Regions from separate parts of the Mus musculus genome. Here regions 2 and 3 are each linked to region 1. A link is a contact called in public Hi-C data. All regions are on one chromosome and are shown on one strand. The core of a region is the stretch at or near the end of the contact, and the rest is flanking DNA. Distances in the headings are between cores, read along the strand shown. Region 1 holds the start of Enox1 (ecto-NOX disulfide-thiol exchanger 1). Region 2 overlaps Enox1 (ecto-NOX disulfide-thiol exchanger 1). Region 3 overlaps Enox1 (ecto-NOX disulfide-thiol exchanger 1).

Region 1 (4,186 bases), core at 593-3,092:
TCTCATTTAACAAAACAAGAGTTCCAAGATGATAGCCAATGTCTCTTCAGAAGACTGTAAATGAAATGACAGTGAAGTCATTGGAAGGGACCCCCTAAGAGAAAACATAAAATGGATTTATTTGGAGGCACCCAGATAAATCCTTTTTAATTCTCACTTTATTTCAGTTATAGTTCACAGCTGTGGTATCATGGCTGGCAAGAGAGGCAGCTCATTGGAAGAGCCCGAGTTCAAAGGAATTGAAATTGAGCGTGGAATGTGAAATCGAGAACTCTTGCTTCTAAGAAGATGACTGGAAATACTGAGATTGGAGGAAGCCACCCTGAAGCAGCAGCAGAATTAGCAAGCCCCAGTGACCTTGTAACGTATGGGCCAGTGTTTAGTGCCTAGTGTTCCTGACAAGAGAAAAGCTTGCTTCTGACCAGCATCTAGAGGCAGACAGATTTAACACCTCCTTTCCTATCCTTTTCTGTAGAAGGGAGTGTAGAAACTGCCAAGTATCTGCAACTCGGTGACTTGGACCTTTTTTGAGAAGGTTAGGTGTCCCCAGGATCTTTATCCTTTGCTCAGGCAGATTATACCACCAAGTTCCTTTCTGAGTGCTCTTTTCGTGAATCTTTTGGTAAATTTGCACAATGGGTCAGTCTTCTCCTATGTTCCTTCTTTGCACTGGGGCCTGGCAGCCCGAGGGGAAAAATAGTCTTTCACACAGGGAACTGGCATACGTTTAAATCAAGCAAGCCTAGTGGGATGGTAATGACATTCCCACCATCTGAGTTTCTGCCTTCAGGATATGTGAAGCTAGAAAACAATGTCATTCATTCAACATTTATAGAGAACACACAGTGTACAGGGGCGCTGTGCAAGTCTTGGAGGGCAGGCAAAAGTGCAAACCCTAACCCGCTCTTGAGGATTCCTGCCAAGAAGAGCATGACAACTGCAACACGGACCTTACACTCCTGGAAGGAATTCTTGGGTGAATAAAGTCTGCTTATTTAAAGTAAGCATGGAAAACTATACCAACAGCTCGATGTACCTTTCAGGAATAGGACAGATAAGTGGGATTTAGTCATAATCTCTAAGGTGTTAGAGCGCTCGGTGATGAAGGTGTTCTCAGCTTGCTTTGAGTTACTTGTGTATCGGGACAGTTGGCAGAATCCTAACAAAGAGAGGGCCAATACTTCTATATGGAGGTGGCTAACTTTGAGGGAAAGTGGCTTCCAAGGAGAACAAAAAGGTAACATTTTCATCTGGAGCGATCCCAACCACCACTGAGGCATCCTAATACCCTGGGTAAAACCTCTGTGCCCAGGCTCAACCTTAGACAGCGCCGGGTTGAGCAGTGCATCTCAGCATCCTGGAGTCCACTGCACGCACCGAGTTCCCCCCCGCACCCCGGTCGCCTGCCTGGCGCCTTCAAGGTCGCCATGGCAACCATGGGGTACCAAGACCAGTCCCTGAACGTCCAGCCTAGAAATTCAAACTGGCAGCAGTGGCACGAGCGAGTCGCCTCAGCTCCTCCCCCGAGGGAATAGCGCGATCCTCGGCCGTGGGCACCACTTGTGCAGCATCAGTGGCAGAGCGCTCCTCCGGCTCCAGATCGGCCGGGATCCGGAGCTCGAGCGCGCCACGCCGCCTCTCATCTGGTTTCTCCGCCGGGCCAGTCGCTTCTTCGGGCCAGACAGGCCGCCCATCCTTTCACCGCTTTACGGATTTCCGGGGGCGACGAATTTTGCCTCGGTCCCTACGAGCATCTCTCCGCTTCGCTCCCCCGCCCCTCGCGACTCCCCCCACTCCTGGGCGCGCGCGCGCACACTCACTCACACTCTCAGGCGCGCGTGCGCACGCCCGCGCGCCCCGAGCCGCGGAGTCTCCAGCGCCCCTGAGCAGATCCCACTCTCCCGGGCGCTGCTACTCACACAGGCTTCCAGCCGCCACGGGGCGTCCTCTGTCTGCGGCAGCAGCGGCGGCGCGAGCGGAGGCTGCAGTCTAGCCGGGTCTGGCTGCTCGGCGCCCTGGACAGAGTCCGGCAGAAGCGCGATCGGGAGGAGACGCCGAGGCAAGGAGGAGCCGCGCCGCGCCCGGCGCTCGCTTGCCTCGAATCCCCGCACCGCGGCCCCAGGTAAGCGGCTCCGCGGCCCGCAGCATCCCCGGGGCGTAGGGACTCGCCGCCCATGGGGGGTTCCCGGTCCCGCCCCCGTCGTGGCCGGGGAACAAGGCACCGAGGGGAGTGGGCGAGGGGGGAGGGGAGCGGAGCTGGAGGTGAGGCTGGAAGGCAGCGGTGTGGGGGAGCCCCCTGCGCCCTTCCCCGACGCTCCTCGGGCTCCCGCACTTTTATGAGCCGGGGGTGCTCAGCGCCCCACACAGATGTACTCCGCTCTTTTTTATCGCTGGCCGGCTAGAGTCCGCTCGGGCTCCGCGCCTACCACGCACCAACCGCCTCCCCTGCACCTTGGACAGCGCACCCCGCCGCTCGCCTCCCGGGGACCGCACCCGGGACCCTGTCCTGCCCGCGCAGCCCTCCGGTTGTTCCGTTCTTCCCATAGTGTCCTCCTCCTGTCTTGCATAGCATCTCCCTGCCTTGGCGTTCTCTACTCTGGCGCGGGCCAGAAACTTTCCTCTCTGCCCGATCTGCGCGAGGTACTATTGTTGTTATTTGTGTCTTTCCTTCTCGCTGGGAACTGGACACAAGGACAGGTCTTCCTCTGCGGGCGATCGCCTGCCTTTCCCAGTCCAAGACCGCACTGGGCAGCCGGACTTGGACACCCGGCCGGCGCCTCGGCAGCTGGACGCCCGCGGGTTCCCCGCCTCTCTGGACACGTGCACTCCTCCCACGGACGCGGCCCCTCCCGGACCACCCTATGTCCTACCCCTGCATGGCCACGGCCACCCCATAGGTTGGACACCCGGGATCGCGGGCTCTGATTGGTTGATCTCATAACCCCGCCTCCTTGGAGGGGGTGGTTCTGGAGTGTTGTGGTTGTCATCCCGCAGCGAGCACATGGGGGAAGTGGGGTCGACAGGTGGGGAAACCCAGCTCTATGGCATACACATCCCAGTGTATGTAATCCGGCTAGTATCATTCCTTCAAATTGCACATTGTGCTTTACTCCCCCTTCCGCAGTCTTCCACTGTTATAACATTTTAAAAAATTTAAATTTTGTTGAGATTATGTTTGTTCAGTGGTAGTGGTTTTTAAAAGTAGCTTTAGGAGAATGCAGGAAACGAATGCACGAGAGGAGATTCATGGCAAACTGGGCTGCATGTTTGAGTTTGGTCCTTTGGAGGAAGTAGTGAAGGGTCATTAAGGGATCTGAAGAAGGTGAAGAAAGGAGAAGGGAAATGGATTGTTGGCAGAGACCCTGGTGCTTACGAACCCAAGGAAGGAGGTGGTGGGTCTTTTGTAGGTGGCGATGTGAAGAAGTCCCTGGGAGCTCTAGTGGGAGGCAGCTGCGGTCTGCTGAAGACTGCTCTCTGGAAAAGTAGTAATTTTGTCTAGTACTTAGGTTGTGATTAACACACTTTGCTTTTGTTTTGCTAGCGTTGCACTCTTGATAGGAGACTTATAGTAATAATGTCCGTGCACATAATGGATATTGATTATTCCGCTTTCTTGTGATATGCAGATTTGCAAATGGTAATGAATTTCATCCCTCTAGAGGGAAGCATTAGTTAAAGTGCTTCTGAAATATGGTGAGACAAGACGGATGGGCACTGTGTGAAGTCTAGAGACTGTCCTGACATTGTGTAGTGCCATTCCAGAAATACGTACAAATTACTTTTATTTCCCTTCATTTCTAAGCCTGATTGCCGCCGGCATTCTCGAGCTTTAATTCCTTCAGACTGTTTTGATGTCATGTCTGAACACTTTAAGGATATTGTCATTCTTATCTTTGTAACCTTGTCAATGCAAAGCAAGTGGCAAGGGATGCAGGATAATGTTGACAACTTTATATTGAGCACACTGTGTGTTATTTTATTTGTAAGCTGGTGGAATGTGCAAAAGGAACATAGCATGGCTGTAACTACCCAGGGACCCATATCCAAACAAAGTGGAGAGTCACGTGAGGCTATTCCAGGGAGTGCAATTCAATTCTTTTTAAGATGAATAAATTTTAAAGATTCCTATGTGTAAATGGTAACACTAGTTGAAAGGTCTTTTAACACACTTATGGTCTGGTAGCAC
Region 2 (4,186 bases), core at 1,250-3,749, 250 kb after region 1:
AAATAAAGATACACATGTGTGTATACACACAGCATTGGCCTTAAATGTGAAGGTGTGGCTGTTGGCTTGAATGCTTTAACCGGACAACTTTTTGGATTTCCTTTATTTATAGCATTTATTGAACAGCTCCTAGTGGCGTGTGTTGCTATGGACACTGGGGATGTTAGATTGAAAGATGCTGCTGTAATGCTGCTAGGGAACTGATGGGGGCAAAACCACAAAGAGAAACAAACAGCCAGTAGGTGTGCAATTGAACTTCAGGTTACGATGCAATGAATAAAAGAAATGAGCAGGCTAAAGACAGGGATGGAAGCGCTGTTGAAGAAGGTGGCCCTCTGTGGGTGAGTCACATCTAAGAAGGAACATTAATGCAAGGGGTGAGTCCTCTCAGATATCTTGGGGAACATATTTCAGGGGTAGAGATACCTGTTTAGCGATTTGAAGGCTAGAACACATGTAAGACATTACAAGTAGTGTCGTCTTCTTCCTTCCTTTGTATGCTGGCGGTGAGCTGGGCTGTGTGATGTATGAATCACTGGTCTGGAGGGATCTGGTGTGTGGCTGCCTACACCTTAGTGTTGACTCTAAAGTGTTAGAATTGCATTCTCCAAGGCCAGAGCAACACCTCCGCCATCAGCTGGCTCTTTTATTTTCTAGTATAGGGGCCTCCAAGGCTATGTGGAGGGTGGAGGGGAGAGGAGACAGGACAGGTCTCCCCAATACTGTGTCCAGTGCACCTCTGCATCTGTCAGAAGACACTACTCCTTCCTTTGAAGCTTTTCTTCCTTAAAGTGGTTGCTAGAACAGAGTTTGGCTACTGAATGAGACTGGAAAGACACTCACACACCCTTGTTTATCACATGAGAAAACAGTTAAGTGACTAGAACACTAATTTCCTTAGATGTTCACATTCGTCCACCCGCACCACCACCCCACCCCCGCCTCCGCAGTCCTTGGATCTCCTCTTCCTCCTCTGTGGTCCACTTTTATACTTATTGAACATAGATCACTTAGAAACAGATTAGTTCCAGGGAACCCCTTTGGGGTGTGGCTGGGGCTCATGACCACCGTAGATGGTTCTGACACCAGTAGTCCTGTGGTCACACTTTGAGAAAAACCAAACTCAAGGTTTTTGTGCTGGGATAAGCCTTTTAGTGGATGGGGTGGAAGAATATCAGCAATTTTTGCTGGACTTTATGGATTTAAAATAAAAGACTTAGAGATTGTCATGACTGATCCACTGAGCCATGGTTACTACATCATGGCTAAGACACAAATTCTATGTTCTTGCCCCCAAAACACTGTTCCCCAAAGGCCTACCAAACCATGACTCTGCATATTGAGGTGTAACAGAAAAGTAGTGCTTTATAAATAATCTCCATTTACTCTGAGCTTCTGCCCTTCTAAACTTGAGCGTTACATTTTCACCAGGCTCTGGTGGTGGTATGTAGTCGTGTATATATTCTTTAAAGTCCAGTCTCGGTGCAGTAGATACCGTGGTGCAGACAGTGAGAGCCTGTTCTCTGTACTTTCCCAGCCTCTCCCTGGTTGCTAAAGGAGCTCTAGAGTGGTGTGGTGGAAAGTGTACACACACAGAGATGCGAGACCAAGGCGCCAACGGTAGCTCCTTCATTAATTTGCTTTGTAACTTTGGCGAATCCCTTCATTTCTCAGAGTATGCATCATCATCTATGATTTTGTGTGCTTAAGGATAAATTTTTATATTTTGAAATACGAAGATCATTAAAATGGATTAGAGGTGATTTTCCCTCATTAGGAGTAATTCATCAGCTCTGCCATATTTGTATGAAATGACTAATACAATTTTTTTTATTAAACCCAGTACACAAAAAGCTCATTAAGCCACTCCTGGCTTACCCAAAGTAGTATTTTATTTAAGGCAATTGCTATTCCCTAGTAATCTAGATTTCTGTGGTTTAGTAGTAAAATTATTGAATTATCTGAATATATTTAATATGGACTCGTTTTTTTTCCCATCATGAGGCATAGTTCTGCCTCATGTTTCAGGGAATAGATATGACTGAGAAGTGCTCGCCTCTGAGTATCAGATGCTGGCCTCTGGAGAGGAAAGGCCACCTGCCTGTCAGAGTGCTGCTCCTGTGATCTGGTCCATAAATGCGTGATCATGGACTTGGGACTCCATTAGATTCATGATGCTGTACACATCCAAGGATATCTTTTTGAATACTCAAATGCCCTGTCAGCTTTAAACCTCAGAGCAGCTTCCTTCCCCTGCCTTGTGGTTTTTACGTCTCCCCTCATGTATTAAGGCCTCCTCTCTGCTGAGGCCCGAGCCAGGTGTGGAAGACAGCATTTGTATTCCAGGGACCTCTGGACTTGGCCTTAAAGCAAGGCATTATGCTGTGAAAACTTGAGTGTAGGAACGTGGTTATCTCCCATTCAGTCTTTACACTCAGACTTGCTTTTGCATTCAGACTGAACGAGGAGATGTGGCTCTGTAGAGCTCAGGAAACAGCAAGTTCAACAAAGCAGAAGGAGTCCCTCTGCGTGTAGGCTGTACCAGCTGTCCTCCAGGAGATGAGGACAGTCACTTGTCACATGGAAAAGAGAATGCAAGCCCCTCCTGCCCCTGCCGATGGGACCAGGAAGACCCAGCCCTGATGAGTGCTTGCTCTCCAATCTGGGATGGAGCTCCAGCACCACTGACAGTCCTGCTTGCTTCTCTCTGGCTCGCATTGTCCCCTGCACAAGAGCACAAGGGATGAGCGAGAACCTGGACTTGAAGTGCCCCGCAAGCACTTTGTATAGTGGTCATTTCTCTGCTCTAAAATTATTCTATTGATTTGTGTCTGTCACCATTGTACCTAAAAAGAAAACTTAATTGGTCTCTTACGGGGAAGGGCCTATTTCTAGAAACAAGGAGTATCTCATGCTAGGCAAGAGCCAAGTTCCTTTTGCATTTTGACACAGTAGGATTGTGGATCCAAGGATGCTCTTCTGGCCCCTTTTGGAAACCGTGGCTGTGACCTCTAGTATCCATCTCTATGAAAATGAAATTTGTGTTCCCAATAAAGTGTCTAAACATCACTACTATACGTATTTCTGTGAGCTCCCCTCCTACTTGCCCTTCCTCCCTTCAGCTAAGTTTGAGGAACACTGAAGCATCACCACCCAGGTCTTTACATGGGCGGGGTGGTAGGCACGAAGCAGCACGGGAAGGATCCTAGTTCCTGAGCGGCTGGGTCCTCTTCCTCTGGACTATTATTGGACTAAGGCTATTATTGGCCAAGCATACTTCACATTTGACCATACGTAGGAGTGGGGTTTGGAGTGATGCTTTGAGAACGGAAATCCACTCATATCTGAATCAGCCCGATGGTGTCCGCACAGTGGGTGGGTGAGAGGATGAGAGGATGAGTGGGTAAATCTTCTGACGGAGGTCCTTGTCACTCCATCTGCCAGCCCAGGGTGACTCCAGATACTCACATCTAGAGAGCTGTCTTGCCCTACAGCAAAGTATTTGATGTGAGAACTTAGCATCTGGAAGATAGAAAGGTCTGTTAATAGCTGCCATTCTTACTCATTGATACCTTGGCTTCTTTAGACCCAGGGACAAGGACCCTGACTTGTCTAAAGGGCAGAGGTGCTCCCTCTGCAGTTCTTGCTGCTTGGTGGTACAGTGGAGGAGGCCATGGGATGCAGCAGCCCCTGTAGATGCTGCAATCCCTCCGGAGTCTCTCCTGTGCCTTTGTTCACCACAGCCACATGTTTGACTCTTAGTGTACTCCTAACAAGGGTGCAAGTGCCTGAGTCAGGGTTGGGTCTCACTCTGTCATCATGGCCTAGGGCAAGCTACTGCTCTTCCTTGAAATGAGAAAACCCAAGTGCCAAGATTGTTACAGAAATCAAATAAGGCATCTAATAAATGGCGGTTTCCCCTTCTCTTCTTCCTTCGTTGGAGGGAAAGTGAGTAGCTGGGACATTCCTTCTTTGGTCTGCTTAGTACATGCTGTATTTCGAGTGTCTGTGCAATATCACATATTTTGAAAGCACAAAAGATCTCTTTTGAATTCACATGAGATAATGATAAAAATCCTCAGCTGATAATTAACGTGAGAATCCTTTTCTGTACTGGGGAGAGAAAATCACATTAGCTTAATCTCTTGATTGTGGGCCACGATAGAACACAGCTGCCTTTAAACAG
Region 3 (4,186 bases), core at 807-3,306, 150 kb after region 1:
CACACCATACCACACCACACCATACCACATATGTACCTTTTTCTCTCTCCTGCTGCCCTTAAGTATCGTCTCTTTCCTGTGCTGGTCTCCTGTGAGTTGGGTCTATCTTATGTCTGACTTATTCTGTCAAATCATTCTCTTTTTAATTACTTTGCCTGCCCTTCACTTTCAAACGTGGCTACTTCCTTTTACAAACTAACCTTACCTTCATTGTTAGGGATTTAAAGTGTGTACTAAGGGTGTGTCTACATTCCTGCCAGATCATCCAGTAATCCAGGATGTATCTATATTCCTGCCAGATCATCTTTGGACAAAGCAAGGGTGTCGCTGGATTAAAACTCCTCTACATTTCAATTTTATTCATTATAGATCTTTATAAGCATGGTTACTATGCCTCAAGATGTGGATTAAAGGAATGCGTCATTCCAGATCAAACCTCATGTGTCATCCCACCCCAAACAAATGTATGGCCGGGTCTATCACTGCAATACCCAGTCCCTGGCACAAACTTCTGTCTTGGTTTGAGTTTCACTGCTGTGAAGAGACTCCATGACCAAGGCAACTCTTATAAAGGAAAACAATTAATTGGGGCTAGCTCACAGTTTCAGAGGTTTAGTCCTTTATCATCATGGTGGGAAGTATGACAGCATCCAGGCAGACAAAAGTGTTGGAGAAGGAGCTGAGAGTTCTACATCTTGATCCAAGAACAGCAGAAGTGGACTGGATGTGTTTTACACTGGACATAGTTTGAGCATTTAAGATCTCAAAGTCCTGACTCCACAGTGGTGTACTTTCTTCAACAAGGCCACCAATAAGGCTACACCTTCTACCAGTGACACTCCCTAAGGCCAAGCATTCAAACACATGAATCTATGGGGCAATCCCTATTTAAACCACCATAGTGTGTGTCACTGTGTGTAGGTGTGTGTGGTTGTATAGGTGTGCATAGGTATAGTCTCCTCCCTTATCAAGTCTCCAAAACGTTTTTTTTTCTAAGCTCGGATTTCAAGCTAAACCTATTTTCTCAATCCTGCAAAATCTATGAGAACAAAGGTGATTGAAATGTCCTGTCATTCTCAGATCATTTATGAAGGGAACATTGGACATTTATTTTACCCTAGATTTGGAGGACAACTGGGACTAAGAGTAGGAAAAACAGGAAATGAGAAAGCAATATGAAGGCCAGGGATGTAGTTTAGTGGTAAACCTCTTCTCCAGCATGCACTGGTACTGGGTTGGATTAATAGCACATGGCTAGAGTCACCATGTGGGCTAGAGGGAACAATCTGAAAATCTCTTAAGATAATGTAGAGACAACCTATAAGCATTTACTATGCTGCCAGTCCTAAAACTCCTGGTAGCTTCCCACCAAAGTCAGAGGGACTCAACCTGTCCATGTCCTAATCTCACCTACTGTTCTGTCAGTACCTGAGAGTACAGCCTTACACAGAGCCATTCCCACATCTGAGAATACAGTGTAAAACAGCTCTTCCCATAGCCGAGACTACAGCCTTACACAGAGCCATTCCCACAGCTGAGAATACAAGGTAAAACAGCCATTACCATACCTGTGACACAGCCTTACACAGAGCCATTCCCACAGCTGAGAATACAAGGTAAAACAGCCATTACCATACCTCAGCCTTACACAGATGCATACCCACATATGACAATACAAGGTTCCACAGAGTCGTTCCTACTGGGTCCTGAGTCCTGGGTGCAGAGGCACCTGAATGTGACATTGACGTCTCCTTCTCTAAGAGCCATAGTTTCTGGCTGTCCAATGCTCTTTTATTATTGTCTGCGCACAATACCTCTTGTCTTTAATCCTTAGTTGACAAGTCTGACAAAATATGCAAGATTCACCCTACTTTGCTCATTTCTAATCACAGGTGAGATAATTTCACTCAGAGTTCATAGAATTAGTAGATAAATGAAAAGAATTGGTCCTGAGGGCAGTTGACTGTGGATAAACTTTGTAAGGCCTGTGTGTTATGATTGCTCGAATTCCGTGAGGAATGAGGAACCTGGACTGTCTGTGTTCACTGGGCTTTCCTAAGCAGCACCATTAGAAGGGCGACAGCTAACTGCATACAATATGGTCCTTGTGGTCATTGGCTCTCTTCCACTTGGTCCAATGTACGAGACAGGTCAAATTCTCAGGTTGGAAGGTGGCAGAATTCTTGGTCCAAGCCATCACTCACTGTCCCATCCTCTGCTTGGCATCCCTGACACGCCTGCTTGCTCTTTCTTTCTCTTTTGCTGCCTATTTCCCAAGCAGCAGTTTTCCCCTAATGATTGAAGGCAATGTCTCTGCTTTTCTCCAGTGATGGTCTCTCCCCTCCCCTGAGCTCCTTCCAGACTTGTCAGCTTGGCAATCTGCCCCCGAGGCTTTGGTTTGCTGTTGGCCAGTCTGCTTTACAAAGGACTCTTGCAGAGCAAGCTGGAAATTTTGAACATCTCTTTTGGATGTGAATAATTCCCTTCACGTTTGTTAAATAACTCAAGTATGAAATATAGGATAATTTTTATTGAAGTAGTTTTTTTCTCAGGGATGAATCTCCAGATTGGTTATCCAATACCAAGTGGTCAACCCTGAAATCATATACATACAATAATGTTATATGAACTGAGCAGCTTTATTTATTTAGGAATAAATATTCATATATATGTAACGACAGCTAAAGAAGCCGAGCCATGAATTCGTGAGAGATCAAGGAAATGATGTAATTACATTTTAATTCCAGAAAAGAGAGAGAGGATATAGACTGATTACCTCCAATCAATCAAAAAATTCAAGCAAATTCACGCTGACATCATGCCCCAAGTAGAGAATTTCAGCCTTAATCTAATGTGATAAGTTCTAGGCAAAGACAGGTGTATTAGTTAAAATATATAACATATATTTAATAATATCCAGGATTTATAAACAAGGTAAGTGTGTGTGTGTATTTGTATGTGTGTGTTTCTCAGTCTCTTTATCTATTCATCTGTGTATATTTATATATGGATATATGTTTATATGTACACACACATACACACAAATACACACACAGTTTCCCTAAGTCTGAGAAAAACAAACATAAAGCAAGTCTGGTCCGAAGCACTAGGTGTAAGGTATCGTCAGCCAGTGTTTCAGAGAAGCCATAGAGTGTTGTGATGGGAAAACTGAAGTCATGGATGCTTAAATGATGACGCCGAAACCTGCTGGTCTGGCTCTGGGCTAACCCAGAAGTCCAGGCCTGTGACAGGGCCCCTCTGCCCATCCATGGCCAGATGACTTCCAAGACTTTACTGGTTGGCTTCTTCAGGTGGAGCTTCAGGTGTTCTGGCTCTTGGAACTCTTGCTTTCTGTCCCTAGGATTGACGTCAGAGTGAGGATTTTATTGGCTACTGTTGAGACACACACAAGTGTGTGTATGCATATGCACGGTCCAAGGCAGCTCCAAGGCAAAGCAATTTGCCCCTGCCCCTGCGCCCACACACCTACCATTTTTGGTTGTGTCAACCAAAAAGCAGCTGGCAAAGTTCACCAGAATCCTGACATACAACATATTTTACTGATACTGAAAATTCTAAGCATTTTTTCTTACTTCTTATATGTGGACATTGCAGAAATATAGTAACTGAATATATATTTCCATATTTAAAGTAAAAAATGGAAAATACCATACTGTCGATGTATCTTTTTCAAAAGAGCACAAATGTCATTATTTGTTCTTTTGACAACCCCCTATCCCCATCCCCCAGTTTCTTTTGCAGGGAGCCTGGGAAGAAGCCGGGTTTGTTGTTACAATTGTGGTCTTGTTTCCTATAATGGGCACTTGTTTAAACAAAGAAATACTTATCAGGGGAAATGATAACTGTGATAAATTACCGTGGCTTTCATGTTTCCTTGCTGTTTTCTGTTGCTGCTAAATCAGTCTGAACAAAACGGAGCTGCGTGTCCTTCCCAGTGAAGCCTCTTTCCCCCACTGGTTATTTGCACGGTTCCCCTCTTCTTGGACCCTGTTCATTTGTTCCACTTCCCAGGTATTAATCCCGCATTTGTTACTTACTATTTACATGTGTTTCCACGCAGATTCTACTCCACATCCTGTACTGCTTTCCTCCCTTTGCCTGTCTTCCTTTGCATCTGGCATTGAAAACAGCTGCCATAGAAATGTGTCCCTGTTCCCTGCACAGA

What was found. A called contact is a pair of places that touch in the nucleus more often than the background predicts.
Region 2: a Hi-C map of cerebral cortex shows a contact between it and region 1, with 2.9 times the contacts expected there. The contact joins the enhancer-like site here to the promoter of Enox1 in region 1. A contact is called at or near these places in 12 of 39 promoter capture datasets (the 3T3-L1 cell line, 3T3-L1-derived adipocytes, the HPC-7 cell line and 7 more), 1 of 15 datasets of contacts at CTCF or cohesin (the NIH/3T3 cell line), 7 of 484 Hi-C or Micro-C datasets (the N1E-115 cell line, cerebellum, cerebral cortex and 2 more), 16 of 115 datasets of contacts at active chromatin or transcription factors (astrocytes, bone marrow-derived macrophages, craniofacial prominence and 10 more) and 1 of 9 other capture datasets (embryonic stem cells).
Region 3: a contact with region 1 is called in a Hi-C map of the N1E-115 cell line, with 3 times the contacts expected there. The contact joins the enhancer-like site here to the promoter of Enox1 in region 1. A contact is called at or near these places in 7 of 39 promoter capture datasets (the 3T3-L1 cell line, the HPC-7 cell line, HPC-7-derived erythroid cells and 3 more), 2 of 484 Hi-C or Micro-C datasets (the N1E-115 cell line and nephron progenitors), 3 of 115 datasets of contacts at active chromatin or transcription factors (embryonic forebrain and embryonic stem cells) and 2 of 9 other capture datasets (adipose tissue and pancreatic islet).

Annotation. Positions count from the first base shown.
Region 1 is chr14:77,154,921-77,159,106 of GRCm38.p6, forward strand. It overlaps Enox1 (ecto-NOX disulfide-thiol exchanger 1), which reads left to right and starts at 1,843. Exons shown (of 19, transcript NM_172813.3): 1 at 1,843-2,122.
Region 2 is chr14:77,407,207-77,411,392 of GRCm38.p6, forward strand. All of the region lies in intron 4 of Enox1 (ecto-NOX disulfide-thiol exchanger 1), which reads left to right. Among named protein-coding and RNA genes, the nearest start is that of Gm41217, 38 kb to the left of the region's middle. Within about 2 kb of position 2,500, at least 11 of the 459 cell types and tissues checked have an H3K27ac peak or open chromatin away from gene starts, as enhancers often do. A contact at or near this core is called in cerebral cortex and hippocampal neurons, where this site is marked.
Region 3 is chr14:77,307,400-77,311,585 of GRCm38.p6, forward strand. All of the region lies in intron 2 of Enox1 (ecto-NOX disulfide-thiol exchanger 1), which reads left to right. Among named protein-coding and RNA genes, the nearest start is that of Gm41217, 62 kb to the right of the region's middle. Within about 2 kb of position 2,057, at least 8 of the 459 cell types and tissues checked have an H3K27ac peak or open chromatin away from gene starts, as enhancers often do. A contact at or near this core is called in the N1E-115 cell line, where this site is marked.